2 separate regions of the Macaca mulatta genome follow, and region 2 is linked to region 1. A link is a contact called in public Hi-C data. All regions are on one chromosome and are shown on one strand. The core of a region is the stretch at or near the end of the contact, and the rest is flanking DNA. Distances in the headings are between cores, read along the strand shown. Region 1 holds the start of ZNF747 (zinc finger protein 747). Region 2 holds the start of ZNF764 (zinc finger protein 764).

Region 1 (6,667 bases), core at 2,503-5,002:
AAAACACTGCCTGGCCGGGCGCGGTGGCTCAAGCCTGTAATCCCAGCACTTTGGGAGGCCGAGATGGGCGGATCACGAGTTCAGGAGATCGAGACCATCCTGGCTAACCCGGTGAAACCCCGTCTCTACTAAAAAATACAAAAAAAAATTAGCCGGGCGAGGTGGCGGGCGCCTGTAGTCCCAGCTACTCGGGAGGCTGAGGCAGGAGAATGGCGTGAACCCGGGAGGCGGGGCTTGCAGTGAGCTGAGATCTGGCCACTGCACTCCAGCCTGGGCAACAGAGCTAGACTCCGTCTCAAAAAAAAAAAAAAAAAAAAAAAAAAAAAAAAAAAAAAAAAAACACTGCCTGGGCCCAAATCAATACAGCAACTGCAGGCCAGATCCAGTACAGGGCCACTGGTTTTTTAAGTTGTGCAGCAAAAAGACAATGGAGGCCAGTGCGGTGGCTCCCCTGTAATCCCAGCACTTTGGGAGGCCAAGGTGGGCAAATTGCTTGAACCCAGGAGTTTGAGACCAGCCTGATCAACATAGTGGGAACCCCATCTCTGCAAAAAAAACTAAAACTTAGCCAGGCGTAGTGTAGCCCACCTGTAGTCTCAGCCATCTGAGAGGCTGGGGCAGGAGGATTCCTTGAGCCCAGAAGGTCTAGGCTGCAGTGAGCCCAGTTCACACCACTGCATTCCAGCCTGGGTGATGAGCAAGATGCTGTCTTAAAAATATGTAAATAAATAAACAGACAATGGGTATTGTGCTGTGGGAGGGTCAAAGAATAAAAAAGAAAAGGCCAGGTGAGGTGGCTTACGCCTGTAATCCCAGCACTTTGGGAGGCAGAGGTGGGTGGATCACCTGAGGGCAGGAATTCGAGACCAGCCTAGCCAACATGGTGAAACCCCATCTCTACTAAAAACACAAAAATTAGCCAGGCATAGTGTGCCTGTAATTCCAGCTACTCAGGTGGCTGAGGCAGGAGAATCGATTGAATCCAGGAGGCGGACATTGCAGTGAGCGAAGATTGCACCATTGCACTTCCAGCCTGGGCAACAAGAGCAAAACTCCATCTCAAAAAATTAAAAAAGTAAAAAGAAAAAACAGAGAAAACAAGGTTCTCCTCTACCTCAATCCTCTTAGCACCTTTGGGAGGAGAAACAGCTTTTGCTTCCCGGTATGGAGGTCTGGGGGGTTCTCACCTCAGCCCTGCCTCAGCAAAGGTGGCCTTGGAGAGCCCAGGGCAGCAGGGAGCAAGGTGCTGGCAGAAGAGGCTGTTGAGTGCCCACGTTCAGAATGTCCACACCCCAGGCCAGCTCTTGCCGTGGATTCTGGGACCTCCCTGCAGGCCGCTGCAGAGGTTCGGGCCCCTGAGCCCATCTCGGGCCTCCCGCAATGTCTAGATAGTCACTTTTGAGGCCTTCATCCACATTCCTGGAATATCTCTGGGTACAGCTGGAAGCCCACGGGTGGGTCCAGGTCCCCGCGGCCAGGGATCAGGGTCACAGACAGCCCCCCAGGGCGCCGGCCCCTGCGCCCCTCGCCGATGGACCCACTGGTGCTTGGCCATGCCAGTCTTCAGGCCGAAGCAGCGGCCACACTGTGGGCACCGGTAGGGCTTCTCGCCGGTGTGGACGCGCAGGTGCGAAGTCAGAGCCGTGCGGCGCATGAAGGCCCTGCCACACTCGGAACAGCGGTGGGGCCGCTCCCCACGATGGATGGCCCGGTGTTTGCTCAGGGAGGAAGCATGGCCAAAGCCCTTGCCACAGTCTGCGCAGTAGAAGGGCTTCTCGCCCCTGTGGCTGTAGATGTGCTCCACCAGCGTGGAGCGCCAGGCGAAGCTCTTCCCGCACACGTAGCAGCCGTGACGCTGGTCCGCTCGGGGGACAAGGGGGTGGACAAAAAAGCGGGGGCGACTCCGGCGCCGCGCCTTGGACAGCTGCTCCAACCTGGTAAAGGGGGCTTGGGGAACCTTCAGCCCAGGAGACCCGGCGGTCACAGGGACAGGCTTCTCCAGGGCTCCCATCCCTTCCCTTTGTCTTTCCTCTTCCTCGTTTCTGGAATCTGCTGGGAGATAAAGACAAGAGAGTTCAGGCTCGGCTCATCCTGGTCCTTGAATCCCACAGCCCGCGTGGACAGGGACAGGCCTGCTGGACCCCCGGCTGCCCCTGGGAGATAGAGCAGTGACACCTGTTCCTCGGCTGCTGAGCCAGACAGAGCCAGGAGGGAGAAACAGTCCATTCCGCCTCGGGACTGGGGAAATGTCACCGCATGGAAGGGCAGAGATGACATGAACATCTGGGCCTGATCCAGAAGGAGGAGCGGACACCTGGCGATATTCTAGGCAGAAGGAACAGCACCAAGAAAGGCAGAACCAGGCGGGCATGGCCAAGTTCAGTGGGGCTGGATACTCTGCAAAGGCTGAGGCAAGAACTTAAGGAAGGAAATGGGAGGGCGGGGTGGGGGGCGCCTAGGGGGCATAGGAACCATCCTGCAGGAAAACGACTGGGGCGGGGGTCATGATGTGGAGGTAGAGCCAACGGAACTTAGAGGCCAGGCGCGGTGGCTCATGACTGTGATCCCAGTGCTTTGGGAGGCCGAGATAGAGGATGGCTAGAGTTCGAGACCAGCCCGGGCAACACACCAGGACCTCCACCTCTTTAAAAAAAATTTTTAATTAAAAAAAAAAAAAAACAGCCAGGCGTGGTGCCTAGTGCCTTTACAGTCTTAGGTACTCTGGAGGCCCAGGCGGGAGGATTGCTTGATCCGATTGCTTGAGCCCGGGAGTTCGAGGCTGCAGTGAGCTATGATGGCACCACTGCACCTCAGTCTGGGCAACAGAGACCCTATCTCTAAAGCAAAACAAAAAAGCCCCCAGAGTGTAGTGACCACGCAGAGGTGAGGACTTAGAGGCGGGTATGGCAGGGCCAGAGCCCCCATCACAGCCCCTTTCTAGGCTGCATCCGGGGCCAAGGCAAGGTCTCACCCTGCTGGCCGTAGTTGAGAAGGCAGTTCAGAGAGGAAACTGCTAAGCAGGTAGCTGGAGGTGGCAGAGGAAACCGGGATGGGACAGGAACAGAGAAGTCCCCATGGGACTTAGCACCCGATACTCCACCTGGGTCCGTTTCTGTCGGACACTTCGTCACCTCCGGATCCCGGGCAGCTGGATCCCATAGTTCGGCCTCCTCCTCCACCCAGGAGATGAGCGCCGGCTTGCTGCCTCCGACTCCTGGGGGAGAAGAACGCAAACCCCACGCTGTGGGGAGGCCGCCTGCCCGGCCCCGGGACCCCCAACTCCACGCGCAGCTCCCAGAGGCGCGGCAGGGCGTGTGGGGGCGCAGGGCCCAGGTGAGCAGGTGGGGCTCTCACCGAGCGCGCCCAGGTGGCCGTAGGTCTCCCGCATCACGTCCCGGTACAGGGCCCTCTGCGCGGGTCGCAGGCAGCCCCACTCCTCCCGAGAGAAGTACACGGCCACGTCGGCGAAGCTCACGGTCCTGGGCTTTCTCCACTCGGGTACTGCCCCGTTTGGATCCCGAGAAGGGAGCGGGGCCAGAGGCGGCGCCATGGGGACTGTCAGCCCCAGCGACGAATCGGTCACCTCCCCTGGCCGGGCCTGGGCATACGGAACCTCCCGCGCCCGAGAACACCTCCCCGGCCCAGTCCCAAGGGAAGGAGGGAGGTCACTATAACCCCCGAGGGCCCACTAGAGGGGATGGAAACTAAGGGCCGATGGCTGCGAGTCCATAGTCAGAACTGGACTATTTCTTCAAAAAAAACTGCGGCTGCGCGACCTCTCGACCTTTGCCCCTGCGCAATTGTACCCAGGACGGCGCCCCCCGCCCCCACCCCCAGGCAGCGGTCTCTCCGTGCCCTAATCAAAAATGGCCGTTGCGGCTACAGGCGCCGGCCTTGAAAACCAACCGAGTATGCTCTGGCCCCGCCCGGTGAGGCCGCACAGCTCAGAGCTCAGCCCGGGTTTGCAGAAACAAAGGAGCCTCCCACGGAAGGGAACCGTCGTGAACTCAGAAGTTAGTTTTCGTCCCTGGACCTTTTTAGAATCGGGCTCCAGCCCATCACCCTCTCGTTTTGTCCTCAGGAACGGCGGCAGCAGTCTCTTCCCAATGTTGAGAGCAAAAAGTGTGAACCCAGAAATTCCGAGATAGATCTCAATTTCTTGCCAAGGTTGACGACACGCGCGTGACAGCCTCAGGAAGTCCTCACGACATGTGCCCAAGGTGGTCGGGACACAGCTTAGTTTTATACATTTTATGGAGACATGAGACATCAATCAGTGTATGTAAGTACATTGGTTCTGTCTGGAAAGGCGGGACAACTTGAAGCAAAGGCAGGAAGACTCGAAGCAGGGAGGGGCTTCCAGGAAACTGAAGGTGAGGCACAAACGGTTGCATTCTTTGGAGTTTCTGATTAGCGTTTCCAGAGGATGCAATCAGATATCCATCTATGTCAGCCAGCAAAGGGGTGACTTTGAATAGAATGGGAGGCAGGTTGGCCCTAAGCAGTTCCCAGCTTGACTTTTACCTTTAGGGTAGTGATTTGGGGGCCCCAAGATTTATTTTCCTTTCACAAAAGCCATGGAGTGGATACAGGAGACCCTCCTCTATGGTAGGCTTGTTGGAGCTTGAAATCCTTGGAGCTTCTAGATGGCGGAAGCAGCCAGGAGAGTAGGGTAAGGTTGAGAAGGTCAGAGGGTCCTCTCTTCTAGGAGTTTCTCCCATGTGCTGTGCAGGACGCCTCCCGACCGCCGGTCTCCCTCTAGCTGCAGCCAGGCTCTCGGCTCCCCTCAGGTCCTGCCCCTACGCGGATGGCCCAAGACTCCTCCGCTCAAAACCAGCTCATCCCTTTCTTACCCCAACCTGCTTCCCCTGGGATCTTTATGTCAGTAAATGTCGCCAGCTCTCCCACCAGACCTCCGTCTCACACTTCCTGATGGCCTACTCTGTGCTCCACCTGACTTCATACATGTCCTGTGTACTGGAGTCAGAGTAATCTCCAAGGCGTCTTTTAGCTCTTAGTGGGCTCTTCAGTTGAATCTAGGCCTAGATTGAGAATCATCTGTAATCCTATCTACTGGGAGGTCGAGGCACAAGCATCTCTTGAGTCCAAGAGAATGAGATCCGCCTGCTCAACTTAGGAGACCCTGTCTCAAAAATAAATAAGAAAAAAGGAAAGAATACAAATTGTATCTGTTTTACATGTACTCAGGGATCTTCGCAAGACAGAGCAGTCAGAAAAAATGGCTGAAGCCAAGTTTTGCTTTTATATTTCTTTTTTTCTCTTTCTTTTTTTTTTTCAGAGACAAGTGAACATTTATTTTTATGGCTTTCTTCCTATGTGTATTTCAAGTCTTTTTCAAAACAAGGCCCCAGGACTCTCCAGATTCAGTTATGTCCTTGGGCTTGGTCGGCTGCTGCAGGAGCCTTAAGGAGCCTTTTACAAATGCTAGAGTTACTCATTTATCAACATTAAACCCTAGGATAGATGCAACAGAGCAAGACTCCTTCCTCCATGGAATGTGCTGATTTCAGATGACGTGGCACCCAATGTAGAAAATGCTGGAAGTTTTCCTTGGAACTGCACTGTGATGAGAAGTGCTTGCCATGAACATAAGCTACTGTCTTTTCTTTTCTTTTTTTGAGACGGAGTTTTGCTCTCGTTGCCCAGGCTGGAGCGCAATGGTGTGATCTCTGCTCACCACAACCTCCGCCTCCTAGGTTCCAGCGGTTCTCCCACCTTAGCCTCCCGAGTAGCTGGGATTACAGGCATGCGCCACCACGCCCAGCTAATTTTTATATTTTTACTAAAGACGGCATTTCTCCATGTTGGTCAGGCTGGTCTCAAACTCCTGACCTCAGGTGATACGCCCGCCTCAGCCTCCCAAAGTGTTGGGATTATAGGCTTGAGCCATCGTGCCTGGCCAGCTACTGTCTTTTCTTTTCAGTTTTTGAAGATAAAGCAGGAAATAATCTCTGAAGTACTTGATAAAAATTCCCAAAACAACAAAAACACATGCTTCCACTTCATTGATAAAAATTTATCGCAGTTTGGCACCTGAGTCTAGTTCAGCTGACAGATGAGCTGATTGATGCATTCACCCTGATAACCAGGTGTGCCCATCTCCTTGAGGAAGCCCACTCTATTTTTGGTAGCATCTTGGGCCACTGAGAGGTGGAAAGGACGCAAGAACCATGAGAGCTCCTGGAAATGCTTCCCTGGGAAGGCAATTTAATGAATGAGGTCTTCCAGGCAAATGACACCAAACTTCCCCAGGTCCTCCTCAATCACTGTGTTGTCTGTCAGAGGGATGGTCTTCCTCTTCTTTTTTTTTTTTTTTTTGAGACAGAGTTTTACTCTGTCGCCCAGGCTAGAGTGCAGTGGCGTGATCTCGGCTCACTGCAAGCTCTGCCTCCCGGGTTCACGCCATTCTCCTGCCTCAGCCTCCCGAGTAGCTGGGACTACAGGTGCCCGCCAACATGCCTGGCTAATTTTTTGTATTTTTAGTAGAGATGGGGTTTCACCGTGTTAGCCAGCATGGTCTCGATCTCCTGACCTCGTGATTCACCCGCCTCGGCCTCCCAAGGTGCTGGGATTACAGGCATGCGCCACCACACCTGGCCGATGGTCTTATTCTTGACCTTGGCTGGTCCATGTTTCAAAATGAGTT
Region 2 (7,238 bases), core at 528-3,027, 38 kb after region 1:
CCAGCGCTTTCGGAGGCAGAGAAGGAGCATCAGTCTAGGATTTCAGGACCAGCCTGGGCAACACACCAAGACCCAGGACCCCGTCTCTAAAATATATTACATAACAATTTTTAAAAATTAGGCCAGGCGCAGTGGGTCACTTTGGGAGTCCGAGGCAGGCGGACCACTTGACCCCAGGAGTTCTAGACCAGCCTGGGTGACATAGTGAAACCCTGTCTCTACTAAAAATACAAAAAATTGGCCGGGCGCCATGGCTCATGCCTGTAATCCCAGCACTTTAGGAGGCCGAGGCGGACGGATCACAAGGTCAGGAGATCGAGACCAGCCTGGGTGACATAGTGAAACCCCGTCTCTACTAAAAATACAAAAACAAAATTAGCCGGGCGTAGTGGCGGGTGCCTATAGTCCCAGCTACTCGGGAGGCTGAGGCTGGAGAATGGCGTGAACCCAGGAGGCGGAGCTTGCAGTGAGCCGATATCGCGCCACAGCACTCCAGCCCGGGCGACAGACAGATCAAGACTCCGTCTCAAAATAAATAAAAAAATAAATAAAATAAAAATTAAAAATTACCGAGGCGTGGTGGTGGGCACCTGTAATCCCAGCTACTTGGGAGGCTGAGGCAGAATAATTACTTGAAACTGGGAGGGGAAGGTTGCAGTGAGCTCAGATGGCGCCACTGCACTCCAGCCTGGGCAATGGAGCAAAACTTTGTCTTTAAAAAAAAAAAAAAAAAAATTACCCAGGCTTCGTGGTGACCACCTGTACAGTCTTAGCTGCTCTGGAGGCCCAGGCGGGAGGACTACTTGAGCCTGGGAGTTCCAGGCTACAGTGAGCTATGAGGCTGCCACTGCACTCAGCCTAGGCAACAGAGCGAGACCCTGTCTCTAAAACAAAAACACCAAAAAAAGCCCCAAGAGTGTAGTGACCACACAGAGGTGAGGACTCAGGGGCGGGTTATGGCAGGCCCAGAACCCCATCACTGCTCCTTTCTCGACTGCATCCGGGAGCCAGGCAGGGGCTCAGCCTCCTGGTCGCAGTTGAGAAGGCAGTTGAGAGAGGAAACTGCTAAGCAGGTAGCTGCAGGTGGCAGAGGATACCGGGATGGGACAGGAACAGAGAAGTAGCACCCTATACTCCACCTGGGTCCGTTTCTGTCGGACATTTCGTCTCCGGATCCCGGGCAGCGGGGCCCCACAGTTCGGCCTCCTCCTCCACCCAGGAGATGAGAGCTGGCTTGTTGCCTCCGATTCCTAGGGGAGAAGAACGCAAACCCCACACTGAGGGGAAGCCGCCTGCCCGGCCCCGGGGTCCCCAACTCCACGCGCAGCTCCCAGAAGCGCGGCAGGGCCTGTGGGGGCGCAGGGCCCAGGTGAGCAGGAGGGGCTCTCACCGAGCGCGCTCAGGTGGCCGTAGGTCTCCCGCATCACGTCCCGGTACAGGGCCCTCTGCGCGGGTCGCAAGCAGCCCCACTCCTCCCGGCAGAAGTACACGGCCACGTCCGCGAAGCTCACAATCCCTGGCTCCCTCCACTCGGGTCCGGCCCCATTTGGGTCCCGGGGAGGGAGCGGGGCCAGAGGCGGCACCATGGTGACTGTCAACCCGACTACGGATCGGCTGCCTCCCGTTGGCCTGGCTTGGGCCTTCGGAACCTCCTGCGTCCGAGAAAGCCTACGCGGCCAGGCCCAAGGGAAGGAGGAAGGTCTCTAGGGCCCCCCGAGGGCGCACTAGAGAGCATGGAAACTAACGGTGCCGATGGCAGCGGGTGTATAATCAGAAATGGAATATGCCCTCATAAAAAATGGCGGCGGTGCGGGTACTCGACCTTTGCCCCTACGCAATCGTGCCCAAGACAACGTCCCCGGTATGTACAGGCGGCGTTCTCTCCGTACCCTCATCCAAAATGGCCGCGGTGACTACAGGGGCCGGCCTTGAAAACTAGTCGCGTTTGTTTAGTCCCCGGCCCAGCGAGGCGGTGCAGCAGAGAGCTCCGCCCGGGTCTGCAACAACAAGAAAGCGCCTCCTGGGAGGGAGCTGGCCTCTCGGCCTTACTGAACTCAGGCATTAGTTTTCGTCTCTAGACCGTTTTATAATTGGTCTCCAGCTCATCACTCCCTCGTTTTGTCCTTGTTATCTCAGAAACAGGGCGACAGCAGTCTCTTCCTAATGTTGAGTGTAAAAACCAATGGAGTGGGCGTGGCGCAGTGGCTCACGCTTGTAATCAGCAGTTTGGGAGGCCGAGGCCGGAGGAACTGAGGTCAGGACTTCGAGACCAGCCTCACCAACATGGTGAAACCCCGTCTCGACTAAATAATCCAAGTAACTGGGGAGGCTGAGGCAGGAGAATTGCTTGAACGCGGAAGGCGGAGTTTGCAGTGGGCCAAGATTGCGCCACGGCACTCCAGCCTGGGCGACAGAGCGAAACTCCGACTCAAAAATAGAAAAGAAAGAAACAAAGAAAAAGGAGTGGATACAGGAGACTGTAGGCTTGTAGGCTTCTTGGAGCCTGAAATTCTGGAATCTTCCTGATGGCAGAGGCAGTGGGGAGAGTAGGGTAAGGTTGAGAAAGTCAGAGGGTCCTCTCTTCTAGGAGCCTCTCCCATTTACTGTGCAGGACGTCTCCCAGTCGCCGGTCTCCCTCTAGCTGCAGCCGGGCTCTCAGCTCCCCTCACATCCTGCCGCTGGGCGGATGGCCCAAGGCTCCTCTGCTCAAGCCCAACTCATCCCTTTCTTGCCCCAAACTGCTTCCCCTGGGGTCTTTATCTCAGTAAATGTTGCCAACTCTCCCCCAGACCACCCTCTCACTTCCTGATGACCTATTCTGTGCTCCATTTGACTTCATACATGTCCTGTTGTAGCAGGAGGAGCTGCAGACAAAACCCCTCAGACACCGAGTTGAAGAAGGAAGGGCTTTATTCGGCCGGGAGCATCAGCAAGACTCACATCTCAAAAACCAAGTTCCCCGAGTGTGCAATTCCTGTCCCTTTTAAGGGCTCACAACTCAAAGGGGGATCAGGGAACCAAGAAATGTAGCAGGATGAGCTGCAGACAAAACCCCTCAGACACTAAGTTAAAGAAGGAAGGGCTTTTATTATTATTATTTTTTTTTTTTTTTTGAGACGGAGTCTTGCCAGATCTGTCGCCAGGCTGGAATGCAGTGGCCGGATCTCAGCTCACTGCAAGCTCCGCCTCCCGGGTTTACGCCGTTCTCCTGCCTCAGCCTCCCCAGTAGCTGAGACTACAGGCACCCGCCACCTCACCCGGCTAGTTTTTTTGTATTTTTTAGTAGAGACGGGGTTTCTACTAAACCCCGTGTTCGCCACGATGGTCTCGATCTCCTGACCTCGTGATCCGCCCATCTCGGCCTCCCAAAGTGCTGGGATTACAGGCTTGAGCCACCGCGCCTGGCCCAGAAGGAAGGGCTTTATTCGGCCAGGAGCATCAGCAAGACTCAGGTATCAAAAACCAAGCTCCCCGAGTGAGCAATTCCTGTCCCTTTTAAGGGCTCACAACTCTAAGGGGGTCCCCGTGAGAAGGTCATGATCAATTGAGCAAGCAGTGGGTACATGACTGGGGGCTGCATGCACTGGTAATTAGAATGGAACAGAACAGGACAGGGATTTTCACAGTGCTTTTCTATACAATGTCTATAATCTATAGATAACATAACCGATTAGGTCAGGGGTCGATCTTTAACTACCAGGCCCAGGGTCTGGCGCCGGGCTGTCTGCTTATGGATTTCATTTCTGCCTTTTAGTTTTTACTTCTTCATTCTTTGGAGGCAGAAATTGGGCATAAGACAGTATGAGGGGTGGTCTCCTCCCTTACTGTGTATGGGAGTAAGAGTCGCCTCTAACCGCCTTTTAGCTCTTAGTGGGCTCTTTAGTTGAATCTAGGCCCAGATTGAGAATCGCTTGTAATCCTAGCTACTGGGAAGCAAAGGCAGGAGGATCCCTTGAGCCCAGGAGTATGAGATCAGCCTGGGCAAGTTAGTGAAACCATATCTTCAAAAATAAATAAATAAATAAATAATAAAGTAAAATAAGAAAAAATGAATTGACAGTGGACAAACGAGAAAATTATACAAATTGTATTAGTTTTACATGTACATGGGGATCTTCACAAGAGAGGGAAGTCAGAAAAAGTGCCCAAAGCCAGGTGCTTTTATGTTTCTTAGACAAAGAACAATAAAATTTAAGTGGGCAGATGTGGTGGCTCATGCCTGTAATCCCATCACTTTGGGAGGCCAAGGTGGGTGGATCACTTGAGGTCAGGAAACCCCGTGCTTACTAATAATAATTTTAAAAAGGTTAGCTGGGGGCGAGGGGGTGGTGGGTGCCTGTAATCCCGGCTACTCGGGAGGCTGAGGCAGGAGACTCACTTGAACCTGGGAGGCAGAGGTGGCAGTGAGCCGAGATCACGCCACTACACTCCAGCCTGGGTGGGAGAGAGACTTCGTTTGAAAAAAAAGAAAAGAGGGCCAGCCCGGTGGCTCACACCTGTAATCCCGGCACTTTGGGAGGCCGAGGCGGGCGGATCATGAGTGGTCAAGAGATCGAGACCATCCTGGCCAACATGGTGAAACCCCATCTCTACTGAAAATACAAAAATTAGCCAGGCGTGGTGGCCCGTGCCTGTAGTCCCACCTACTTAGGAGGCTGAGGTAGAATAGCCTGAACCTGGCAGGCAGAGGTTGTAGTGAGCCGAGATCCTGCCACTGCACTCCAGCCTGGGCTACAGAGCGAGACTCTCTCTCAGAAGAAAGAAGTAATAAAAGGAAAAAAATAAATGACAGGACAAAGAAAATTTAGCTAGGGCAGTGAGTAGCTAGAATATGTATGGGGGGGTGTCAAGTAGGTGCAACATACAGACTACTTTGTTACCTATGTTTATTCTGGTCCCTTGTGGCCTCTGAAGGCTGTTTTCTTGCCCTGGTACAGAAGGATATTCCCCCAGAGTAAGGTTTCTGGCATGCTGCATGCAGAAGAAACAGGTCGGATTGCTCCGTCTGAAACTACAATTTCTCTGTTTTTAACTCAGAATATATCAGTATACCAGGCTGTGAACGTTTTACAGGAGGTCCGGGGGAGGCCCTGTGGAGGAGCCTGGAAGGATGGTGATCTGGCGGGGATCTCAAGAAACGGGTTAACCTGCCCCATAAGTGAGGAGAGCCACTTCTTTCCCTTTTCGGGGATCCGGGTGGGGCGGGCGCCGCTGAGCGCATCTAGGAGGCCGCAGGTCGAGGCATCGCATCCGGGATCAGGACGCAAACATCCCTATACCGCAGACACCGCCACTGTGCCAGGAAGAGGCAGTCGGCCGTTTCCGCAGAGCTCTCGGCCCGCGGACTCTTTCCCAGTCTCCGTCCCTTCCGCCTCCCCAGGTACATTGGCTTGGAGCCATGAGCGCGGCCAGTGACTGGGCGGCTCCTGGAGGGACACTGGGAATTTGCCCTGGGAGTGGGGTGCAGGGGGCTCCACGGACGCCTCGACGACCGGAAGTAGCTTCGGGTGGGGACTAGAGAGGACAGCGAGCAACTCAGTGGTTCCAGAGTCCAGAAAAATGAAGGCCCTCTTAGAAGAGATGGCTGTCGATAGTCCAGCTTCTCTTCATTTTAGAGAAAGGCATTGAATAGCTTGAATATCGATCTGGTGTTGCTGACCTGGTTTGTTCCTGCTGGAAACGTCTCCTCTTGCTGTTCCTCTCAGGCGGCCTTGGCAGCGCCTCTTGCCGTAGTTAAGATGGATGCAGCCGCTTCGACCTGGGCTCAGGCAGTTGTCAGCAAGGGCTACAGGGGAGGGGAAACCGGTCCAAGATTCTCGACCAAGGGCTTGACGTCCCCTTCCCAGTCCCTTAGAGGAGGCACTTCGAGGAGGCCCACTCAGTGACCCAGTCTTTATTTTATTATTGTGTTTTATTTATTATATTTTTAATTTTTTCTATTCTATTCTATTCCACTCTACACTCTCTCGCTCTCTTTTTTTCTTTTTCTTTTTTTTGAGACAGAGTTTAGCTCTTGTTGTCCAGGCTGGAGTGCAATGGCGCGATCTTGACTCACTGCAACCTCTGCCTCCCGGGTTCAAGCGATTCTTCTGCCTCAGCCTCTTGAGTAGCTGGGAATACGGCGCCTGCCGCCATGCCCGGCTAATTTTTTGTATCTTTAGTAGAGACAGGGTTTCACCATGTTGGCGAAGCTGGTCTCGAGCTCCTGACCTCAGGAGATCCACCTGCCTGGGCCTCCCAGAGTGCTGGGATTACAGGCATAAGCCACTGCACCTGGCCTCTACTCTCTACTCTTATTTTTTTATTTTATTTTATTTTATTTTTTTGAGACGGAGTTTCGCTCTGTCACCCAGGCTGGAGTGCAGTGGCGGGATCTCAGCTCACTGCAAGCTCTGCCTCCTGGGTTCCCGCCATTCTCCTGCCTCAGCCTCCGGAGTAGCCGGGACTACAGGCGCCCGCCACCTCGCCCGGCTAGTTTTTTTTTTGTATTTTTTAGTAGAGACGGGGTTTCACCGTGTTAGCCAGGATGGTCTCGATCTCCTGACCTCGTGATCCGCCTGTCTTGGCCTCCCAAAGTGCTGGGATTACAGGCTTGAGCCACCGCGCCCGGCTACTCTCTACTCTTGAGAGGGAGTCTTGCTCTTGTCCCCCAGGCCAGAGTGCAATGGCGCGATCTCAGCTTACTGACCCCAGAAGCCAGGCTGGAATGCCTCAAATTATTGAAGGCAAAACCTCATCAACTAGAGAGGTAGGATTTTAGGGTAGGTTACCACACTGCCATATAAATGTAAAGAGGATAAATATACACTTTGAGAGGCCGAGGCAGGCAGATAACTTGAGGTCAGGAGTTTGAGACCAGCCTGACCAACATGATGAAACCCTGTCTCTACTAAAAATACAAAAATTAGATGGGCATGGTGTCATGTGTCTGTAGTACCAGCTACTCAGGACACTGAGGCAGGAGAATCGCTTGACCCTGGGAGGCAGAGGTTGCAGTGAGCGGAGATTGCACACTGCACTCCAGCCTGGGCCACAGAGTGAGACTCCATCTCAAAAAACAATAATAATAAATAAGGCCAGTCACAGTGGGTCACACCTGTAATCCCAGCACTTTGGGAGGCCGAGGCCAGTGGATCACCTGAGGTTGGGAGTTTGAGACCAGCCTGAGGAATATGATGAAACCCCGTCTATACAAAAAATACGAAAATTTTTTTTGGACATTGTGGCATGCACCTGTT

What was found. A called contact is a pair of places that touch in the nucleus more often than the background predicts.
Region 2: a contact with region 1 is called in a Hi-C map of liver, with 5 times the contacts expected there. The contact joins the promoter of ZNF764 here to the promoter of ZNF747 in region 1. A contact is called at or near these places in 5 of 14 Hi-C or Micro-C datasets (CD4 T cells, blood, fetal cortex germinal zone and 2 more).

The regions. Positions count from the first base shown.
Region 1 is chr20:29,145,210-29,151,876 of T2T-MMU8v2.0, forward strand. ZNF747 (zinc finger protein 747) reads right to left here and starts at 3,753. Exons shown (of 4, transcript XM_028841562.2): 1 at 3,355-3,753; 2 at 3,101-3,214; 3 at 1,533-2,052; 4 at 1,169-1,531. The coding sequence starts at 3,550. The coding sequence ends at 1,408. It overlaps ZNF768 (zinc finger protein 768), which reads right to left and starts at 2,049. Exons shown (of 2, transcript XM_077985816.1): 1 at 1,188-2,049. It also overlaps the pseudogene LOC100429815.
Region 2 is chr20:29,185,491-29,192,728 of T2T-MMU8v2.0, forward strand. It overlaps ZNF764 (zinc finger protein 764), which reads right to left and starts at 1,778. Exons shown (of 6, transcript XR_013411636.1): 1 at 1,391-1,778; 2 at 1,140-1,250. The region is part of intron 1 of LOC144337990 (a long non-coding RNA gene); the gene reads right to left.